Regions from separate parts of the Sus scrofa genome. Here region 1 is linked to region 2. Evidence: chromatin contacts called from public HiChIP or PLAC-seq data. All regions are on one chromosome and are shown on one strand. Each heading gives the region's core, a stretch centred on a gene start, on an enhancer-like site or on the middle of the called end of the contact. The rest is flanking DNA. Distances are from core to core; before and after follow the strand shown. Region 1 holds the start of TTC24 (tetratricopeptide repeat protein 24). Region 2 holds the start of ISG20L2 (interferon-stimulated 20 kDa exonuclease-like 2).

Region 1 (6,537 bases), core at 36-2,535, 150 kb before region 2:
CTTCTCGGCCCCTTCTGGCACTCACAGACCGCCCGGCCCGGGCCCGCTCCTCTCCCCTCCATGTTCCTTCTTCCAGGTTTGAATCTCCCGCCGCCGGGCCACCGCCCCTCACCGTAGCCACAGGCGAACAGGACACTTCCGGTCTGCGCCGCCGGGGCTCCTGGGATTTGTAGTTCCAGGCTGCGGAGGTGTGCTGCCAGGTGAGGGAAAGGGTGCCGCCCGAGGCTGGGAGGGTCTCTCCCCATCCTGCCGTACTTTGGTTGCTGTTTCTCTTCGCTGCTAAACTGTCTTACTTCAATTAGCCCCTGCCCCTGCCTCTATCGTTTCCTCCTAATATTCCCATTAACCCCTCTCGGCTTCCTGTAGTATTCTTTGGTGCAGGTAACCTGAGGACCTACTTATTGCTATGCACTGAACTGGGTGTTGCCAATGGAGAGATAAATAAGCACAATCAATGCCTTAAAGAAGCTTGTGGTTCTGTAATGAGCGATAAACATATAGTCAAATAATTTAGAGGTCAGTGATACACAGAGGGAAATTATTGCCGTGATTAAGAGCAGTGAAAGACAGGAAGACTTCCTAGTGGAGGTGACAGCTGATCTGGGTTGAAAAGTTAACAAGAATTCATCCGATTGAAGGAGGGAGGGATCTTAGTCAGTGGAAACAGCATGGGCAAGAGCAAGGAGGAAACTGGGGCTTAGAAACGTCAAACAGCTAAAAATCGGTAGAGCTACAATTCAAACTCTCAGATAATCCAGTTCCAAGCTTGAGTTCTTAATCATAATATGCTGTACTTCCAAGGCCCCGGTCATGTGACTGCGGAGGAAAGGGTACAATGGAGAGAGGTTTCAGAGGTAGAATCAGTAGGACTGGGAGCTGGAGGACAGGGGGTTCATGGATATTTCTCAGGTCTCTAGCATAGAGACTGGATTAGTGGCTTATCAAGTAACAGTGGATACACAGGATGGGTAGATTTGAGGAAATAGGAATTTCACTTGGCAAGCTAAATCTAGAGATATACATTTAGAAACTATTGGCTCATTAGCGGTGTTAAAAATCAAGGAAAGAGTTATTGGTGGCTCAGTGGTAACAAACCTGACTAGTATCCATGAGGACTCGGGTTCGATCCCTGGCCTCGCTCAATGGGTGGGTTAAGGATCCGGCATTGCTGTGAGCTGTGGTGTAGCTTGCAGATGTGGCTCGGATCTGGCATTGCTGTGGCTGTGACGTAGGCCGGCAGCTGTAGCTCTGCTTGGACCCCTAGCCTGGGAACCTCCATATGCTGCGGGTGCAGCCCTAAAAACAAACAAACAAAAAAGGCACAGTGGGTTTTGGAAGCCAAGTGTGGAAAGAGTGGCAAAGATATGTAAGATACCAGCAGGGAATCAAACAAGGAAAGTGATTCAGAAATGATCACTAGATCATTGTGGCCATTAGAACCTCAGTGAAAGCAGATTCAGTCCCTGCCCCCTCTGCAAATGATCCTCACCCCTTAGGGGAGGCTGCTCAGTGAACAGCAGACTGAGCTGCATATTTGGCTCTGGCTATGCTGTGGTAGCATCCCAAAGGCCCAGCCCTTGGGCAAGAGCAGCAGGCAGCTAGGAGAACCTGCCTCGGGCATGGGCGCTGACTGTGGTGTGTGCACCATGTCTGCCAACAGCAGGCCCTTAGCAGAGGCTGCCCGGCAAATGCTGTGAGCCCAACTACTTCCTTATAATTTTATTTCTGGCCCTGGCCTCTCTACTTAAAAGAGCCCTTTCTCCTAGATAAATGAGGACATTTTTTTTTCTGATGCAGGCCACCCTTGGTGAGGTAGGGCAGTGGGTGCCTGTTCTCTTGGTGCCTGCTGTCCTCTCATTAAGCCGAACCTGGAGGCTGCAGATCAGTGGAGCTGGGAAAAGGAGTCCGGGGGCAGAGAGGCTCTTCTGATCTCCAGGCCTTTCCTGACCATCAACCTTTCACCCTGTTCCCACATGTGAAACTACCACCCAGAAGCACAATGTGTGTGTGTGGGGGGGGGGCGCAGGTTTCACTTCTGGAACACCCCAAGCCTCATTAAAGCTTGCAGTCATAGTTAATGGAAGGGACCTTAGGCTAGTTAGCCCAGAATCAGAAAACCTGGGCTCTAATCCCAGCTACGTGACTGTTTTTTGACCTCAGGCAAGTCACGTCTGCTCTCAGAGGTCCCTTCCTCTGTGAAATAAGAGAAAGGGATAGATGGTCTTTGAAGCTATAACTAGTAACAAGCCCTTGCTGCTTTGATTCTTGCTTGAAGTGAAGGACTTGAGGCCTGTGTCTGCACGGGTGGAGAGAGGGGAGGCGAGAAGGGCAATGGAATCCAGGTATCTGTGCCGGAGTAACAGCAGAGTTCAGCACTAAGATAGGCCATTTGAGCTGTCAATCAAAGAATTTCCTAGACATGGAGGGCGGTACCTGGTTGTCTGGTAACCCCAGCGGCTCTGAGCTAAGAGTTAAGGTAGGTAACTCTAGCCAGAGGGACCATTCCAGAAAGCCATCTACAGAGAGGATCTTAGGAGGTAAGGCGTCCTGTGGCTGGGGCCCCAAGATCTGGTGGGGGTAGTCAGGATTGCCCCAAGAACCAGGGCCTTGAAGAGGCAGCATTCCTGCATTCCTGCCTGGGTGTTTTTAGGAGCAGGGAGAGGGGAGAGTTTCTTTTTCTTTTTTTGCTTTTTAGGGCCAAACCCGAGGCATATGGAAGTTCCCAGGCTAGGGGTCCAATCAGAGCTACAGCTGCCGGTCACAGCCACAGCCACAGCAACTTGGGATCTGAGCCGTATCTGTGACCTACATCAGAGCTCACAGCAACGCCAGATCTTTAACCCACTGAGTGAGGCCACGGATCGAACCTACATCCTCATGGATACTAGTCAGATTTCTGCTACGCCACAATGGGAACTCCCAAGGGAGAGTTTCTTGAAAAAAAGAATGTATCACCCCTGCCTGCTTCTCCTTAAAAAAAATGTTGGGGAAGAGAAAAATGAGAGGGGCTGAGAGCCCAGTTCCTGGGTCTTTTCCACTCCTTTTCCTGTCTCTTGGGAGAAGGGTTCATGAAAAAGGCTTCTGCCTCTGTAAGGGAGAGATAGCAATGGGGAACCACATGCTGCTGAGGGAGAAATGTGTTTGGGTTTAAGAGGGCTCTGGAGACCAGAGCAGGAAGTCAGGGGACCAGAAAGAGCCAGCAGACAGAGAGCCAAGGCAGTAGGGGAGAAGGCTGCTCCCCTTGGGATAGGGAGTAGGCAGTCAATGGAGAAACAGAAGCCTTGCTCCTGGAAGTTGGCTCTTTGCCAATCCAATGGCCTATTTAGCTTGGTGCCCGGGGTGCCTTGTCTGGCTCCTGGCACAGCAGGGCTTGCTGAGTATTTGTCGAACTGACTTGAACCATACCTTGAGATTAGACAGCAGGAGAACCTAGGTTGTGAGTGGATGCGTGTGTGTGGAGACACAGGCTGAAGGAGAGGCTTTGTATGGGCTCTGTTCATTCATCCATTCATTCAGTCAGTCAAGAAACTTTTTTTTTTTTTTTGCTTTTTTCAGGCCATACCCAAGGCATATGGAGGTTCCCAGGCTAGGGGTCGAATCGGAGCCACAGCTGCCAGCCTCCACCACCGCCACAGCAACACCAGATCCAAGCCACATCTGCGACCTACACCACAGCTCACGGCAACACTGGATCCTTAACCCACTGAGCGAGGCCAGGGATCGAACCTGCGTCCTCATGTATCCTAGTCAGATTTGTATCAGCTGCACCACAACGGGAACTCCAAGAAACATTGGAGTGGTCAAATCTATACAGCCTACTGTTTACCATTTTAAACCATTTCTAAGCACACAGTTCAGCAGCGTTAAGTGTACTCACATTGCTGTGCAACCTTCACCACCACCCATCGCCGCAGCTTTGTCATCTCATTCAATAAACACATATTGAGAATCTACTATGTTCCAGACCCTTCAAGTTGCTCTAAATCTAGCAGGGGAGACAGACAAGAAAGTGAACAACTCCAACCCAGTGTGATAAATGCCATAAAAGACAGAGTGCTGTGGGAGCAGAGAAGAGAGTACCAGTTGGTTGAGGGGAGAAGGATTTCTTTTCTCTTTCTTTCTTTTCTTTTCTCTTCTCTTTCTTTCTTTTCTTTTCTTTTCTCTTTCTTTCTTTTCTTTTCTTTTCTTCCTTCCTTCCTTTCTTTTTTTTTGCTATTTAGGGCCACACCCACAGCATATGGGCCAGGCTAGAGGTCCAATCGGAGCTACAGCTGCCGGCCTACACCACAGCCACAGCAAAGCCAGATCCAAGCCACATCTGCACCCTACACCACAGCTCACAGCAACGCCAGATCCTTAACCCACTGAGCGAGGCCAGGGATCGAACCTACATCCTCATGGTTCCTAGTAGGGTTAATTACCACCGAGCCACCGAGAACTCCTTCCTTGATTTTTTTTTTCTTTCTTGGCTTTTTGTTGTTGTTGTCTTTTTGTCTTTTCAAGGCCGCACCTGCAGCCTATGGAGGTTCCCAGGCTGGGGGTCCAGTCGGAGCTACAGCTGCCAGCCTACACCATGAGCACAGCAATGCCAGATCTGAGCCTCGTCTGCGACCCACACCACAGCTCACAGCAATGCCGGATCCTTAACCCACTGGGTGAGGCCAGAGATCAAACCCGAGTCCTCATGGATACCAGTCGGATTCGTTTCCAATGAGCCACAAGGGGAACTCCAAGAGGGCTTCCTGCAGGAAGCTCTTACTTGAACTGACTCTGGTTCAAGGACTAAAAGTTAGTCAGGGCACTGGAGTGAGGGTTGGTGTGGTGTCCAATGGGATGGATGCAGCAAAGTGCGATGGCCGAGAGAATCCTTGAAACGCGAGGGTCCCACCAGGGCAGAGGTAGAGCTGAGTTACCCAAGAGAGAGAGCGCTTGGGAGGCAGCCGGGATGATGAGCTGACCCCTCTACTCCCTATTGTCAGCACCATGTCTTCCCTCAACACTGAGGATACCCCCCAAGAGCCCTCACCCTCACCCTCAAGCTCTAAGAAGAAAAAGAAGAGAAGGAAGTGGCCACAGCAAGAGGCCAGCATCCGAGCTCTCACCAGTGCTGGCCACAGAGCCCTGCTGGCTGGCCAGAACCACGAGGCCTTGACCAGCTTCCAGAAGGCCTTATTCCTGGCTTCCAAGGCACCACAAACCAGGGATACCCCTGTTCTCCAGGCCTGTGCCTTCAACCTGGGGGCTGCCTACGTGGAGACTGGGGACCCAGCCAGAGGCCTTGAGCTGCTCCTACGAGCACAACCTCAAGAGAAGGCCCAGGGCGGGAGTCACGGCGACCAGTGTTTCAATGTAGCTTTGGCCTACCATGCCCTGGGCGACCTGCCTCAAGCTTTGGCCTGGTACCACAAGGCCCTGGGCCACTACCAGCCGCTAGGTGACCAGGGGCAAGCCCAGGCGAAAATGGGAGCCTGCTACCAGGCTCTGGGACAGCCTGAGCTAGCAGCCCACTGTCTGCAGGAAGCGAGCCAGGCCTACACCCAAGCAGGGCAGCCCCGGGCTGCAGCCCTGGCATTGGGGGCTGCAGCAGGGTGTCTGCTGAAGAGTGGGTGGCATGGGGTGGGTGAAGTTGTGCAGGTGCTGGAGGAGAGCCGGAAGCTTGCTGAGAGGAGCCCTGAGCGGGAACTGCTGGGTGAGGCCTTTGGGCATAGGTGTGGGATCTGGGGAGAATTAGACCTGGTGATACTCTGAGAAGTGGGGTGGGAGCAGAAGCATTTCTGAGGACTTGGGAAGGGGTGGGGGGAACCCTGGGAGAGTGGGACAGAGGCTGTACCAGGACAGCTTCAGCTGCGTCTGCCCTGGCCACCAGTGACCTTGGCCATGCCCTCCAGGGCAACTCTATAACGACCTAGGTCTGAGCTACTCCCAGCTCCAGCTGTTCCCACTAGCAGCAGAGGCCTTCCAGCAGGCCCTGCCCCTGTGCCGGGGGCCAGGAGAGGAGGCCACGGTGCTAAGAAACCTTGGGATGACCCACAATGCCCTCGGCAACTATCAGGAAGCCCGGGAGTTCCACCAGAAGGCTGCCAACCTGCATGGTGAGTACCAGGGACTGGGGAATGGGATTGGGACCGGGGGACTGAGAGGGCACTCCAGCTGGGGCCCTGAGGCTGCAGAGTTGATGGATATTTATTTGATTGATTGGTTGATTGATCGATTGTCTTTTTAGGGCCACACCTGGCATGTGGAGGTTCCCAGCCTAGAGGTCTAATCAGAGCTCTGCTGCCAGCCTACACCATGGCCATTGCAATGTGGGATCCTTAACCCACCGAGCTAGGCCAGGGATGGAACCCACCTCCCCATGGATACTAGTCAGGTTCATTACCACTGAGCTACAATGGGAGCTCTACTGATAGATGTTTAGAACTAACTATGGGACTGGGAAGTCCAGAACCAGGGAGGTGAGGGCTGGAGTGCAGGAGAGGGGACAGCCAGACAGGACAGGGGGTTATGGGCCCAGAAACTGAGGCCTGGGGTTGGGAA
Region 2 (6,550 bases), core at 2,329-4,828:
GTGGCTGTGGCTGTGGCTGTGGCCGGCAGCTGCAGCTCCAATTTGACCTCTAGCCTGGGGACTTCCATATGCTGCGGGTAGGGCCCTAAAAAGACAAAACAACAACAACAACAACAACAACAAAAAAAACACTTATAGACCAAGGCAGCTAAGAGATGTGAGCCAGGGACCCACGCTTATGCTGCTTTAACAAAAAGTCAGTTCCACTGCTTTAGAGCTCCTTCTGCTCATAACCAGAGCACATTTACCAGATGGCCAGGAACCTTATTCACACTAGCCTTGGGATTCATAATTTCTCACCATTTCAGAATCTTAACGCCTAAGGACATACTGCCAATGAGGACAACTAAAGAATATGCCATGAGCTGTGAAGGCCATCATCAAAGAGGGGTTCCAAACAGACTGTGAACAAGAGCAACAGGTCTAGAATCAATGCCTGGCCTCCCAGTGGAACCCCTTGGAAGGGAACAGACTCATCTGGATGTTCCATAGGCTCATACTCCAGCCTGGACACTGGTTTTTATGACGAAAACCAGATATAGTCCAATCAACTTGGTATTTAGTTGCTCCTGACTTCACCGGCAGATTACTGACCACCAACACCTTTGAATTTCAACATACAGGCCTCGTTCAAGTGGAGTGGATTTGCTGTTTCAGACCCATCCCACCTCCTGCCTCTCCCAGGCCTGTGCTCAGCTGTGCCCCTGGTGCATAGGACATCCTTCAACTCTTCGAGTTCTTTCTAAAATCCAATTGTTCCACCTCTGATGAAATTCCTCCAACTGACTGCTCTGGCGTGTAAAGAATTACTGGAACAGTGTGTGTCCAGGAAAGGCAAAGAATGTGGAGCTGAAATTACAAAGCCAAGGGCGCCCTCTGGAGGTCTTCCAAGGCCAGTGCGCCCACTCTTCCTTCCCTTTCAACTCTACCAGCTCCCCCTCCTTTCCTATTCATTTGCCTGTGCCTCCAATATTCACCATAAGGGCTTAGAGTAAGGTTTGCTCAATGAGTGAGAGAAGAACCCCGACATACCCGTCCTGTGTCTTTTATCCCCTTCACTGCAGGCTCCCTGTTCCAGGTATATACACATACCCCAGCTCCTCCTGTCAACATTCTGCCCTCTCCGACCACCAACTTTCCACACTGCCACAGACTATGTCTTGTGTGGGAAGCCCTCACCACTTCTCTGTTCTCAACCCTAGACTCAACCTCTACAAGGCATAGAATGGCTTAAGCCCTTTCCCCCTGGCATGCATGCCTGCTGCTCTGTCCATCATGGCTGTTATTTCTCTAGTAGACTCCCACTCCTCCAGTATAGGATTCCACTTGGGACCTAAAGTAGATCTTAACTAATAAAGTTTGTGGAGTTCCCGTCGTGGCTCAGTGGTTAATGAATCCAGCTAGGAACCATGACGTTGCGGCTTCAATCCCTGGCCTCACTCAGTGGATTAAGGATCCAGCATTGCTGTGAGCTGTGATGTAGGTCGCAGATTCAGCTCGGATCTGGCGTGGCTGTGGCTGTGGTGTAGGCTGGCGGCTACAGCTCCGATTGGACCCCTAGCCTGGGAACCTCCATATGCCGAAGGTGCGGCCCTAGAAAAGATAAAAAGACAAAATAAATAAATAAAGTTATACCAACTAGTTGTAACTTTCCAGACCCTCCCCACTCCTTTTCCCCAAAGAAAAGTCTTCTTCATCATCTGCTATTCCACCCACTCCATACCTCCCTCCACAACTGCCTTTCCAGGGTGCTATCTTTTGGGGAGAAATGATTTGGACTTCTCCCACCCACTTCTCCACGACCACCTGTCCCCCCAGCCTCTCACCTGGCTTCGAGCAATCTTGAAGGGTGTGGCATTCACCATATGCTGCTTCCGAATACCACTCCACCTGGTCCGGTAGTCCACAATGTGGCAGGGGGGAAGGATGTACTCGTCATAAAGCACATCTCCATTGTAGTTGACAATACTACACCGAGCCAAGGAACTGACATGCCCTTTGGGTCCTGTGCCCACCATCTCACAGTCAATTGCCACCATCTTGCTCGGACCCTTCTGGGATGCTCCAGAATATTTCTTCTCGGAATGAGCTTGGGTGGAATTCTGTGGGGCATTCTTCTGGGAGCCCTTCTTCCGGGGGCGAGTTGGGTGGCTCTTAATCTTTGGTAGGGCACTCTGGAACTCCCCCAGTAAGTCTACTTTGGCCACAACAGAACCAGCCTTCTGTGAAGGGGCAGGGGTCAGCCAAGGCACTGCAGATGGCTTGTCCAGAGACTGCCCTGACCCACCGCTGGAGGCAGCTGTCTTCTTTTTTGAAAGAAGAGGGGCCTTCCAAGCGCCATCTACCTTGGGAGATTTCCCTTTCTTTGACGATTCTGATTGCAACTTAGCCACCTTGCTAGGGGGCTGCTGTTTCTTATTCAAAAAGCCCTTCCGTTCCAAGAGCCGGCGCTTCTTGACAAATTTTCGGTGCTTGGCATTCCCCTCTAATGCCTTTTTTGGGGGAGGTTCACCAAAATCCAGATTGAGGAGTAAGGTAGACATGATGACAGTGGACAGCGGGAGAACAGTTGGGAAGAGTAGCTTACAGTTGAGAGGAGGATAGAAAACTCATCCTCTGCCGAATCCCACAGACCAACATCTGGAGGTCTGCAGTATACCCTGGGGAAGAAGGTGATACTGATAATGGGAACCCATAGGCTTGGGAACCCGTAAGATAAGACCCATCTCCCTAGGACTTAAGAGAGAGAAAGACATCAGAGTAACCTCTCAGATAATGTGAAATGATGGAAGGAGCACTTCTTCTCAGCCAGGAAGCCTGGGTTCTAGGACAGCCCCACAATTCAGCAGCTGTACAGGAAGGCCATTTCCCTTCTCAATATCTGTCTCAACCGCAAACTGAGGGGGTTGCAGGGCCAACCAGCTGAAACTCTGTGATCTAGAACGCCCGAATAGGTGAGCTATCTCATCTGTCCAGGGAGAGAACGTCTAAGTATGCTCGAAGGCAGTGTGGGGTATGCCACAGACGACCTCTGGCTTACCCAGGCATCCCCAGCGCGGGTTCCAGGAACCCCTGTCCCTGATCTCCAGGTGGGGGAAATCGCCACATGCATCTCACCCAAGTCCTTCTCCCAAGAAAGGACCTTTGACACCACATATCAACAGAGAAGAAACCGACGCGGGGGACGGCACACTTCGGCCGTCCGCACCACTTCGGCCGTCCCCACACGCTCGCGCACCTACCTCCTAGATGTGCCCAGCTAGGACCGGAAGCGCCAGGAGCCGGATACGGAAATTGGCACGCGCCGACGAGGCCCGGCCCGGCAGGCGCGCGGATTGGAACGCGCCGGGGGCCTGCGCGCGCGAGCCCACAGCGCCCCCGCCTCCGGGAGCGAGGCCAGGGATTCCGAGTGTGTGGGGAGCGGCAGCGGCGGCGGTGGGGGAGGCGGCGTGGGTGGGGGCGGGGGCGGGATGCGCTCCCCAGCCCCTCTAGCCCCGTGGAGGTACAACTCGAAGGTTCAGGGAGGCCGCGACAAACGAGAACTGCAGCGCGCGGGAGACCCCGGCCTCACTTCCGGGAGGGGGGGTTGTACGGGAAGGGGCGGGACCTGAGCTTGGCCCACCCCTCTCCGTGAGCGGGGCGCCGGGGGACGCCTCTGTGACGTCACTGCGCTGGCAACCCCCCCCCCCCGCCCGGTGTGTCTCCGACGCTGACACCTTCGCGCTATGGGACGTCGCGACCTGTGACGTCTGGAGGGCGCCTCAAGTCTTCACCCAGGCTGAAGTCCCGGAAAGGCAGCATCGGGGGCTGGATTCTGAGCGCTTTCTTCCTGCTCCGAGTGCAGAACTGAATCCAGCCTGGGTCCTGGACCCGTGTAGTCCTGACCCTGTTCCCTCCTCACTGCATTGTCGCTCCTCGCGCCACCGGCTGGGCCCCGGAATGCCGGGGGTTTCCGCCCGGGGCCTCTCTTACGAGGAGAGGAGGCAACTAGCTGTGAACCTCACCCGGGTCGTGACGCTCTACCGTTCCATCCTGGACGCCTACATCATTGTGAGGCCACAGGGGTGTGGGTGGGGTGCTCCTCCTGGTTGTGTGGTGGATAGGTGCTCACGACAGGAGAGGATCTGGAGAGTTAGCGTCTGGTCTCTTCTAATATGAGTTTCTTCAGGCTTTTGTCTGTACAAGAAAAGTTTGAGGCTGCTCTTCCTTTTTTTCTTCTGACCTAAATGTTAATATGTTAGCATCTGGGTTGTCTTTCTAAGCTTCTGAAATCCAAAGTAGTAAAATGCATGGATATTTGAGCCATGCTGCTGCAGCTGCGTCGAACTTTCCCAGGAACGTGTGAGGTGTTCCAAGAACACACATGTTCATTCATTCAAGCCTTGAATAAATTCCTGGTTTTGCAGTGTAATGGACAATTCCAGCTTTGGAATATGAGAGACTTGGACTAGAATCCTGCCTCGCTTACTGTGTTAACCTTAGGCATTAAAACAATTCCTCCTAGCCCCAGTTTCTCAGCTGTAAAATGGATCCCTTTTTGAAGGATGATTGTGAAAAATAAATGAGATGATGTATAAATGGCACCAGCATCCTCCGAATTGTTCAGCTCCCAAACCCAGAAACCATCCTCAATTTAGCTCTTTTCTTCACTGATCTACAATCCAGTCCTTCAACAAGTCCTATTTGGTTCAACCTCCAGAATAGATACCAAATTCACCCATTTGTCTCCATCGCCATTGCTACCACTCTAGGCCAAGCTAACATTGTCTCTCTCCTGGACTACTTCCTAACTGAGCTCTGTGTTTGCTTCCTCTCCTCCATAAACAATTCTTCATAAAACAGATTGATCTTTTGAAAATGTGAATCTGATGATGACACTTATTTGTTTCTTAGGTACTTTGATGAAATTCTAATTCTTTACCATTATCTATAAAGTTCTGCATAATCTGTGTTCCTTTTTAGACCCCTTCACATTCACGATACTACACCTGCACTGGCCTGATCTGGGCCTTTGCACTTTCTTTTTCTTTTTCTTTTGCTCTTTTTGTCTTTTTAGGCCCTCATCCTTGGCATATGGAGGTTCCCAGGCTAGGGGTCGAATCGAAGCTGCAGCTACCGGCCTACACCATAACCACAGTAACGGCAGGATCTGGGCCACGTCTGCGACCTACACCACAGCTCACAGCAATGCTGGATCTTTAACCCACTGAGGGAGGCCAGGGATCGAACCTGCATGCTCATGGATGCTAGTCAGATTCGTTTCCACTGTGCCGCAATGGGAACTCCTGGGCCTTTGCACTTTCTGATCTGTTTAGAATGTTTTTTGTCCACAGAAGGGCAATTGAGTATCGTGGTCAAGAGCAAGAAGCGTTAAATTGGTTTCAAATCCCAACTATGCTCCTTACAGCTTTTTGACTTGGGCAAATTACTTAATTGCTGTGATTCAGTTTTCTTATCTGTAAAAGGGGGATAAAAATAGTACTACCTCATAGGGTGGTTTTAAGGATTAAATGCCTTAATATATGTAAAGTGTTTCAGACATTGCCTGGCATATTAAAGTATTCTGTAAGTATTTGTTATTACCTGCATTTTAAAAAACTGAAATAGACGTGACATATTAGTCTAGTTTCGGGTGTATAACATAGTGACTCATATTTGTATATATTATGAAATGATTACAAGAAGTCTGGTTAATGTCCATCACCATACATAGTTACATTTTTTTTTCCTTGTGATGAGAACTTTCAAGATGTACTCTCAGTAACTTTCTGGGGAGTTCCCATCGTGGCTCAGTGGTTAACGAATCTGACTAGGAACCATGAGGTTGCGGGTTCGATCCCTGGCCTTCTTCAGTGGGTTAAGGATCCAGCGTTGCCGTGAGCTGTGGTGTAGGTCCCAGACGCGGCTCGGATTCCGCATTGCTGTGGCTCTGGCACAGGCTGGCAGCTACGGCTCCGATTGGACCCCTAGCCTGGGAACCTCCATATGCCGCAGGAGTGGCCCTAGAAAAGGCAAAAGGACAAAGAAAAAAAAAAAGATGTACTCTCAGTAACTATCAAATATACAATAGGGTATTATTTACTGTAGTCACCATGCTGTATGTTACATCTCCATGACTCGTTTTGTAACTGAATATTTGTACCTTTTGGCCCTCCTTACCCCCTGTCCCTGGTAACCACTGCCTGAATTTTTTTTTACATGTGCTGTTTCCTGTTCATCATTCAAGTCTCAGCTCAAGTGTCACCTCCTCAGACAAGTCTCCCTCATTGCTCTATCTAAAGTAGTCCTCTCTCAAATTCCCCATTATGTGACTGTTGATTGTCTGTGCAGCATTTGATGTTATCTTAAGTAATTTAATGTAAACTTTGCAAGAGCAAGGATCTTGTCTGTCTGGTTCTTTGCGTCCCCTGAGCCTAGGATAGAGCTTGGTGCCCCAACCAAGCTTCAGAATTTGTGTTGAACAAATGAATAAATACAAATACATGCTGTTGACTCCAGTGGCTCAGGTTGCTACTGGAGGCATGTGTTTGATCTCTGGTCTGGCGCAGGG

Evidence for each region. HiChIP or PLAC-seq counts read pairs in DNA pulled down with a chosen protein or histone mark.
Region 1: an H3K27ac HiChIP or PLAC-seq map of alveolar macrophages shows a contact between it and region 2. The contact joins the promoter of TTC24 here to the promoter of ISG20L2 in region 2. A contact is called at or near these places in 4 of 47 Hi-C or Micro-C datasets (embryonic fibroblasts, fetal skeletal muscle, mesenchymal stem cells and 1 more) and 2 of 2 datasets of contacts at active chromatin or transcription factors (alveolar macrophages and skeletal muscle).

What each region holds. Positions count from the first base shown.
Region 1 is chr4:93,506,787-93,513,323 of Sscrofa11.1, reverse strand. TTC24 (tetratricopeptide repeat protein 24) reads left to right here and starts at 1,285. Exons shown (of 10, transcript XM_013996959.2): 1 at 1,285-2,537; 2 at 4,980-5,689; 3 at 5,889-6,092. The coding sequence starts at 4,984. The region is part of intron 1 of IQGAP3 (ras GTPase-activating-like protein IQGAP3); the gene reads right to left.
Region 2 is chr4:93,363,216-93,369,765 of Sscrofa11.1, reverse strand. It overlaps ISG20L2 (interferon-stimulated 20 kDa exonuclease-like 2), which reads right to left and starts at 3,578. Exons shown (of 4, transcript XM_001924747.5): 1 at 3,243-3,578; 2 at 1,827-2,660. The coding sequence starts at 2,543. RRNAD1 (ribosomal RNA adenine dimethylase domain containing 1) reads left to right here and starts at 3,742. Exons shown (of 8, transcript NM_001243324.1): 1 at 3,742-4,050. The coding sequence starts at 3,940.